Regions from separate parts of the Drosophila melanogaster genome. Here region 1 is linked to region 2. The links are chromatin contacts, called in public Hi-C maps. All regions are on one chromosome and are shown on one strand. Each heading gives the region's core, a stretch centred on a gene start, on an enhancer-like site or on the middle of the called end of the contact. The rest is flanking DNA. Distances are from core to core; before and after follow the strand shown.

Region 1 (3,220 bases), core at 1-2,500, 3.5 Mb after region 2:
ATTTCGTACCTTATGATCATTTTAGTTAACATTTCGAAATATACAAATGCTAAATTGATTTGCAGACAGACCCTTAACTTTCTATACTCTAAGCAGACAGGTTTCAAGTTCTCAACCGCAAACCAAGCCGCCATCACACTGAAAACCAATTGCAGATACAAATCAAACGAGCAATTCAAATAACTCGATGAACCAAAACAGAAACACAGCCAGCAAACCAGTCGCAGCGAAAGAAAGAACTTTAATCTGAAAGAAAGGAACTTTATACATATAGAATCTATAGAAGTATGTGCAATTAAGTGAGCTAAAACTATACCTTAAACCTTGTAAAAATCGAGCCTTCACTTGAATCCTTCAGTCGACGAGAGCAGTGGATTCAGGTGGAGTTAGGAACATCCCCAACATCCATGTGCCCCAATCCCATCAGCTACGATTATGGCCGTACTTTTAACTAAGCAAATCGATGGAAATTTATATCTCGCCTCACGCCCCCCCTAGCATAAATGGCAAACGCGCATTGCAAATGAAGAGCGAACGATCTTTATATACATACATATAAACACACACACACACACGCCCAAACACATATTATAATTAGTGATTGATATAATGTGAACGCAAACATCTGTGTGCGTTTGTCGTGGATTCGCATACGGAAGCGGGAGAATGCTTTTAAAAGGCAAAAAAAAAAGTTAAATAAACTAATTACGAACCCTTCTTCGAACGCCCAGCCCCGCCCCGCCCCGCCACAACACTCACATATAAACTTGGCATATTATAATATTGATATAAGCAAACAAAAAACAACAAGCGAAATGATAAGAAACCCACTATTTTAAATCGAAAGCAAAGTAAATGAAAAACAAAATAGCATAAGTGAATGTAATTGCAATGGAATGATGCAAATATACATAAAATATATATTTAATTTTAAAATCTATGTGACACTCTTTCCATTTCCTCGTTTTGGGTAATTATTCGCATTCAAAAGAAGGGTTTTTAAATAACTTTGTTTTGTTTTTGAAATTGGGAAAATACTATGGTGAACCCAAGTTGTTCAGTTTACATTTCCCGTTGCTCAAACTTATTTACCAATTATTATATCATGGTCAAATATTCTTAGAACGAACGGATGACTTAATTAATGATAATAATAATTTTGAATCAAATTTAAAGCGCTAACGGTTCGGCGAAGTGATATCGATAACACGCGCGGCGTTGCCACCTCACGCCACACAATTTGACTTTTGCGCTAACGGAAGAGGAAGAGATCGCGAGAAACGACGCGTTTAAAAGAGACTGAAATTAATTCGAGAATCAAGGGAAATATATAACAATAAACGCCTGACAAAATGCTGAGATCGTCGGTGCCCGTGCAGCTGACAAAACTGCGAAATAGCGCCGAGGCCGTGGCGTCCATTGCCCGCGAAAAGGGATCCCAAGGTGGCCAAGGACAAAAGCAACAGGTGGACAAAGAGCTATCCACCATCATGGATGACTTGCAGCGGGATTACGGGAATTACAAGTACACGGTATACCGGTGCGCCAGTAAATTTGTGGCGCTGCAAAAGATATTTCACAGTGAGTCAGTCGCGTAGGTGGTCCATTCGAAGGAGTCCCCAAGGATTAACCTTCAAATTGCAGCTGGAAAAATCCCCTACAAGCTGGTTTTGGCCATTTTGGATCGCCATAACTTGAGTGGTGGCCTGGAACTGATGGTTCCTCCATTCCAGTTGACCTCCCTGCTGCACGATGTATACTTTGCCTGCGAGAAACTAGGCCATTTCAACCAGGATGCGAACTATAAACTGGACAGGGCAACCGGGCTGTTGGCCAACTTCTTCTGGAATGTCTACGATCCGTGGGTTGAGTTTCTGGCATCTTAAGAATATGTCTGATATTTGATTGGTTTCGCTAGGCAACGCAGACACTCCATATCCCTGTTAGAGATCAGGATCACCTTCATACTGCTGTGCAAGCTATATAGCAGCGATCACCTGGTGGGCGACATCTTTGGCCTGCTGGCCGATCCCAAGTCGCAGATCATCTCCAGATATGCATTCGAACAGCTCCTAGCCACGCTGAGCAAGTTACTCAGCTATTTGGGCGAGGCCAAGGCCTATGGCGTCCACAATCTTCCGTTGGCTATGGAGCAGTGCTTTGCCCGCTGTCCGCATGGCGTTGGTGGACTGACCGAGCCGCAGTTCCACAAACTCTGGACGGGAGCGGGTGTCCAGACGAGATTCCTGATCTATGGCAATCTGCTGGCACTGGTGAAACGCATCGAGGACACCGAGCATTTGATTCACAGTAATTCTTGTGCCGGCTGCCGCAAGGAGCACATTGTGGGCATACGTTTCCGGTGTCAGGTGTGTAGGGATATATCGTTGTGCCTGCCCTGCTTTGCAGTGGGCTTCGCTGGTGGTCGCCACGAGCCGGGTCATCGGATGTGCGAGGTCTTCGTGGAGGATCAGCCGCCATTGCGTTGGACCCGCCACCTGGCCAGGCTGTGCGGCTGGCTGGTGATGCCGCGCAAAACACAGGAGGAGGAGCGTCGCGGCTTCTGTAATGCGCAGGAGAGTGGGCCCGCCTTGGGTCAATCCGCTGCCACGCCCATTCCCGCAGAGACGCGCAGTGTGCGCAGTCAGTGCCAGGAGAAGGACCGCACAGTTGTCCTGCAGCAACAGCAGCAGGAGCTCTGCTCCCTGACGGGTCTAGCCAGCGAGGCGTCCAGCAGGCTGCAGTCCATCATCGATCGATTGCTTTTGCAAAATGCGTGGGTGTTTTCCCTTCTTTCGCCACACTTGTTAGCCAAGCCTTAAGGTTCTCTTGCATTTCAGGAAGCTGGAAACCCAGCTGCAAACAGTGGCCACCGCATCTAGTTCGGAAATATCGCAGTTTCTGAGCGCCCATCAGTGCTTTCTGCTGCAGATTATCGAGGATATGCGACAGCTATCAGTGAGTTTTCCAAACATTCGGCCCATTTAAGCTGAGCTAACTCCATTTATATACACTTGCAGCATGCCTCAGCGGTAACTTCGCCGCCACCTGCGCCAGCTGCCCAAGTGGCGCCTTCAGCTGCGCCCCTAGTCAGCTCCACGTTCCTTAGCTCCAGCACGCCTCAGCGACAGATGCTATTCGACATGTATGCGCCCGTGGGTGCCAATCTCACGCACTCCAGTAAGAAGAGAACCTTCAACAGAGCCATGAGACAGCTCCA
Region 2 (3,268 bases), core at 585-3,084:
TTTCTGCGTGAGGTCACCATCAGGTTGAACTTCATCTCATTCAGGTGGCTAATCAGTTCTTTGAGATGCTCCTCATTGTACTCATAGTAGAGCTCCTTGCCGGTGAGAATATCTTTTGGTGGGAAATACTTCAAATTCAGCACCAGCTCCTGTACATTATCAAAGGCTGGACGCTGAGCATGGAAACGGAAACCGGTTTCCTCATTGCGCTGTTGCTCCTCGTAAACATCCTTCATGGAACCGCAGTTGGCGAAGAGCTTGACGTAGGCAAACGTTGCGGCCAGGACCTCGTCCAGATTCTTAAATCCCTCGTCGGTGAGATAAATGCAAATGTTAAACAGGGAATACATGGAGTTCATATCGAAGCCGTTTTCATCGATGCCAGCAATCAGTTGGAGAGCCCATAAGCGGCGTCTCAGGTAGGCGCACAGGCTGCCACGTCCCTCGTAGCCCAGCAGATACGAGAGGAACTGGTCGGGCTTGCTGCGGTAATACTGACGCACATTCGGCAGCACCCAAGTCAGCTCCAGTTTGGTCTCGTTCTCCACCGGCTTGACGAAGAAGACTTGCTCGTGGAACTCGGCCTTAAAGGCGTCCTTGTAGTTGAAGCTGCTCAAATCGGGAGCCTTCACCTCATTGTGCGGAATACCAGAGAAGTGGCGCACCACGAGTGATTCCAGCTCATCGATGGGCAAACGAGCCTGCAGGCAAACGTACATGCGATTGGCGCCATAGTGCTCTTTGCGGATCTCGTGCAAAATCTTGTGCAGCTCCGCGTCGTCAACGTTCTCTTTTAGCGACTTCATATTGCCCCAGGCAAAGGTGCCGTGGGGGAAACCTTTCGTGGCCAAACTGGCCAGCAGTTGATCACGCCTGGTCTCATCATCCTGAAGAATCTGCTGGAACTCTGAGTCCACAGCGCTGCGCTCGCGTTGCATAGCCTCTTGCTTCATCAGTGGCGCCTTCATCAGGGCCGTAAAATAGTCCAAACTGGAGTCCAGATGCTTCTCGGCTACCTCAAAATAGAAAAGCGTGTCCTCGCAGTCAGTGTTGGCATTGGCAAAGCCGCCGCATTTCTTAATATGTGCATCGAAAATGTTCTCCTTTGGGTACTTCTCTGAGCCCATAAAGATCATGTGCTCGAGAAAGTGTGCCAGTCCCTGGTATTTTGTGGGCTCAGCAAAAGACCCATAGTCAATCAATAGGGCGCAGGCGGCCAGCTTTTCGTCACCTTCCTCGCTGCTCGATTCCTCGCTGCTTTCACTATCGGTGGAGGTAGATGAGGTGGATTCACTGCGTGAGATTATGGAACTGCTGGTCGACACGGTCGACTTAGACGAGGACGACTCGGATGTGGTGAAGCCATCGTGTGGCATGGGACTGGGATCGGAGACAATCAACGCATGCAATCCATTCCCCAAGAGAAGTGTCCTAAGTGAAGACCAACCATTGAATCCAGTTCAACTGGGTTAATAGTCCGCTACTTACTTGTAAAGCTTCTTGTCCGTTTCCGACTTGTCCGGTATGTCCAGATACTTGACCTGGTCGGTCATTTTGCACAACGAGCTGTATGTGATCGCCCGTACGCCGGCTAATTGAGTAATTGGGCTCCGGCGTTTTGTACGTACGTGAAATTCGAATCGTCTAAACAAATGTGCGCTGTATCGCTGCCAGAGCATGCAAAACTCGAATGAGAATGAGACTTATGGCAATCCGTATCAACTGGGATCGGAGCTATGGAAAATCCACGGGGAAAAAATCACAGGCTGTCAAATAGCAAACGCAAAGGCAACTATTTTATATGTTAACGATACAAACTATTAATCGAAAGACGTGGGCTTAGTGATGGACCAGGTCCTTGGGTGTCGCCTTATCGATAACGTCGCAAATGTCAAATGGCTTGTGTGGCGGTATTTTTACATATAGGGAAATGAAAATTGGAAAACATTTTGTGATGTATGACAGTGTTCTTCATAGCTAATTGATTAGTGATTCAGTGTGGTCTTAGACGAAGAAAAAAAACCACACATAACAATTCTATCAATAGGTAATAAAAAATACCAAAAGCTTTGCACCGATTGGCGCGTGCAGATATCGAGAACCGATAGGCTTCGATAGGTTTGGACAAATAACGTCTGGTATCGAAAGGAAATTGTGTTGATTCCAAATAAATCCGATTCCAGCGGAGATGCAGTCGCGCAGCAAGTCCGATATGAAGCCCATACGAAAGGAGATCCTCAATCCGGGAAACGCCTACATCGAGCTAACCCCGGGCACCAGGGTGAGTTACTAAAACCGCTTGGCAGTTTGGCAGGTTTAGTTCCATCTGCGACAGCAAAAGCAAAACAGTGGGAAAATGGGCCAAGGCCAGTGGGTGGTGCAGCCAACAGAGACTCACTCCTCATGATATTGGCCTTTTCCAGGTGAAGTTCCACTTTCAAACGCGGAGGGCCGGCGACAGTCGCATCATCGATGATAGCCGCAAGATGGAGAAGCCCATGGAGCTGGTCCTGGGGAAGAAGTTTAAGCTAGAGGTCTGGGAGCTGATTGTGCAGCAGATGTCCCTTAACGAAGTGGCCAAGTTCACGGTACATAAGTCGGTAAGGGAATATGATATACACAGAGTCTGGACAACCTGATACCCACTGATCTAATTATTCTCCGAACTCTGGCACCTGCAGCTCTGCGCTCAATATCCTTTTATATCCAAGACCCTGCGGGACATTGGCAAGAAACCGGAGGAGCGACGTCACTGCTGCGGAATGACATTGCAGAACGAGGGCATTGGGTACACCGACCTGGATGAGCTGCTGCAAAATCCTTCCGATCTGGAGTTCATCATTGAACTGTTCTCCATTGAGCTGCCCGAGCAGTACGAAAAAGAGCGCTGGCAGATGTCCGACGACGAAAAGATGCTGGCCACCAGTACGCTGCGCGAACGGGGCAACAACTTCTATAAGGCCAGTCGGTTCACAGAGGCGGAGACCTGCTACCGCGAGGCTGTCGGAATTGTGGAGCAGCTGATGCTAAAGGAGAAGCCGCACGACGAGGAGTGGCAGGAGCTGGCGGCCATCAAGACACCGCTGTTGTTGAACTACGCGCAATGTCGGTTGATCGCCGGCGACTTCTACGCTGTGATCGAGCACTGCAACGAGGTGCTCACCCTGGATCCGCGCAATGTCAAGGCACTTTTTCGTCGGGCCAAGGCCCATGCGGGTGCCTGGAATCCAGCACAGGCACGTCGCGACTTCCTCGACGCCTTGGCCTT

What was found. A called contact is a pair of places that touch in the nucleus more often than the background predicts.
Region 1: a contact with region 2 is called in a Hi-C map of the Kc167 cell line, with 2.8 times the contacts expected there. The contact joins the promoter of dah here to the promoter of Nrd1 in region 2. A contact is called at or near these places in 3 of 107 Hi-C or Micro-C datasets (the Kc167 cell line and embryo).

What each region holds. Positions count from the first base shown.
Region 1 is chrX:15,327,092-15,330,311 of dm6, forward strand. dah (discontinuous actin hexagon) reads left to right here and starts at 1,251. Exons shown (of 6, transcript NM_078607.3): 1 at 1,251-1,581; 2 at 1,645-1,861; 3 at 1,919-2,776; 4 at 2,841-2,958; 5 at 3,021-3,180. The coding sequence starts at 1,353. Top1 (Topoisomerase 1) reads left to right here. Exons shown (of 8, transcript NM_001014742.2): 8 at 1-938.
Region 2 is chrX:11,867,059-11,870,326 of dm6, forward strand. Nrd1 (Nardilysin) reads right to left here and starts at 1,835. Exons shown (of 4, transcript NM_132529.4): 1 at 1,489-1,835; 2 at 1-1,431. The coding sequence starts at 1,679. CG1847 reads left to right here and starts at 2,112. Exons shown (of 3, transcript NM_167311.3): 1 at 2,112-2,281; 2 at 2,424-2,600; 3 at 2,682-3,268. The coding sequence starts at 2,189.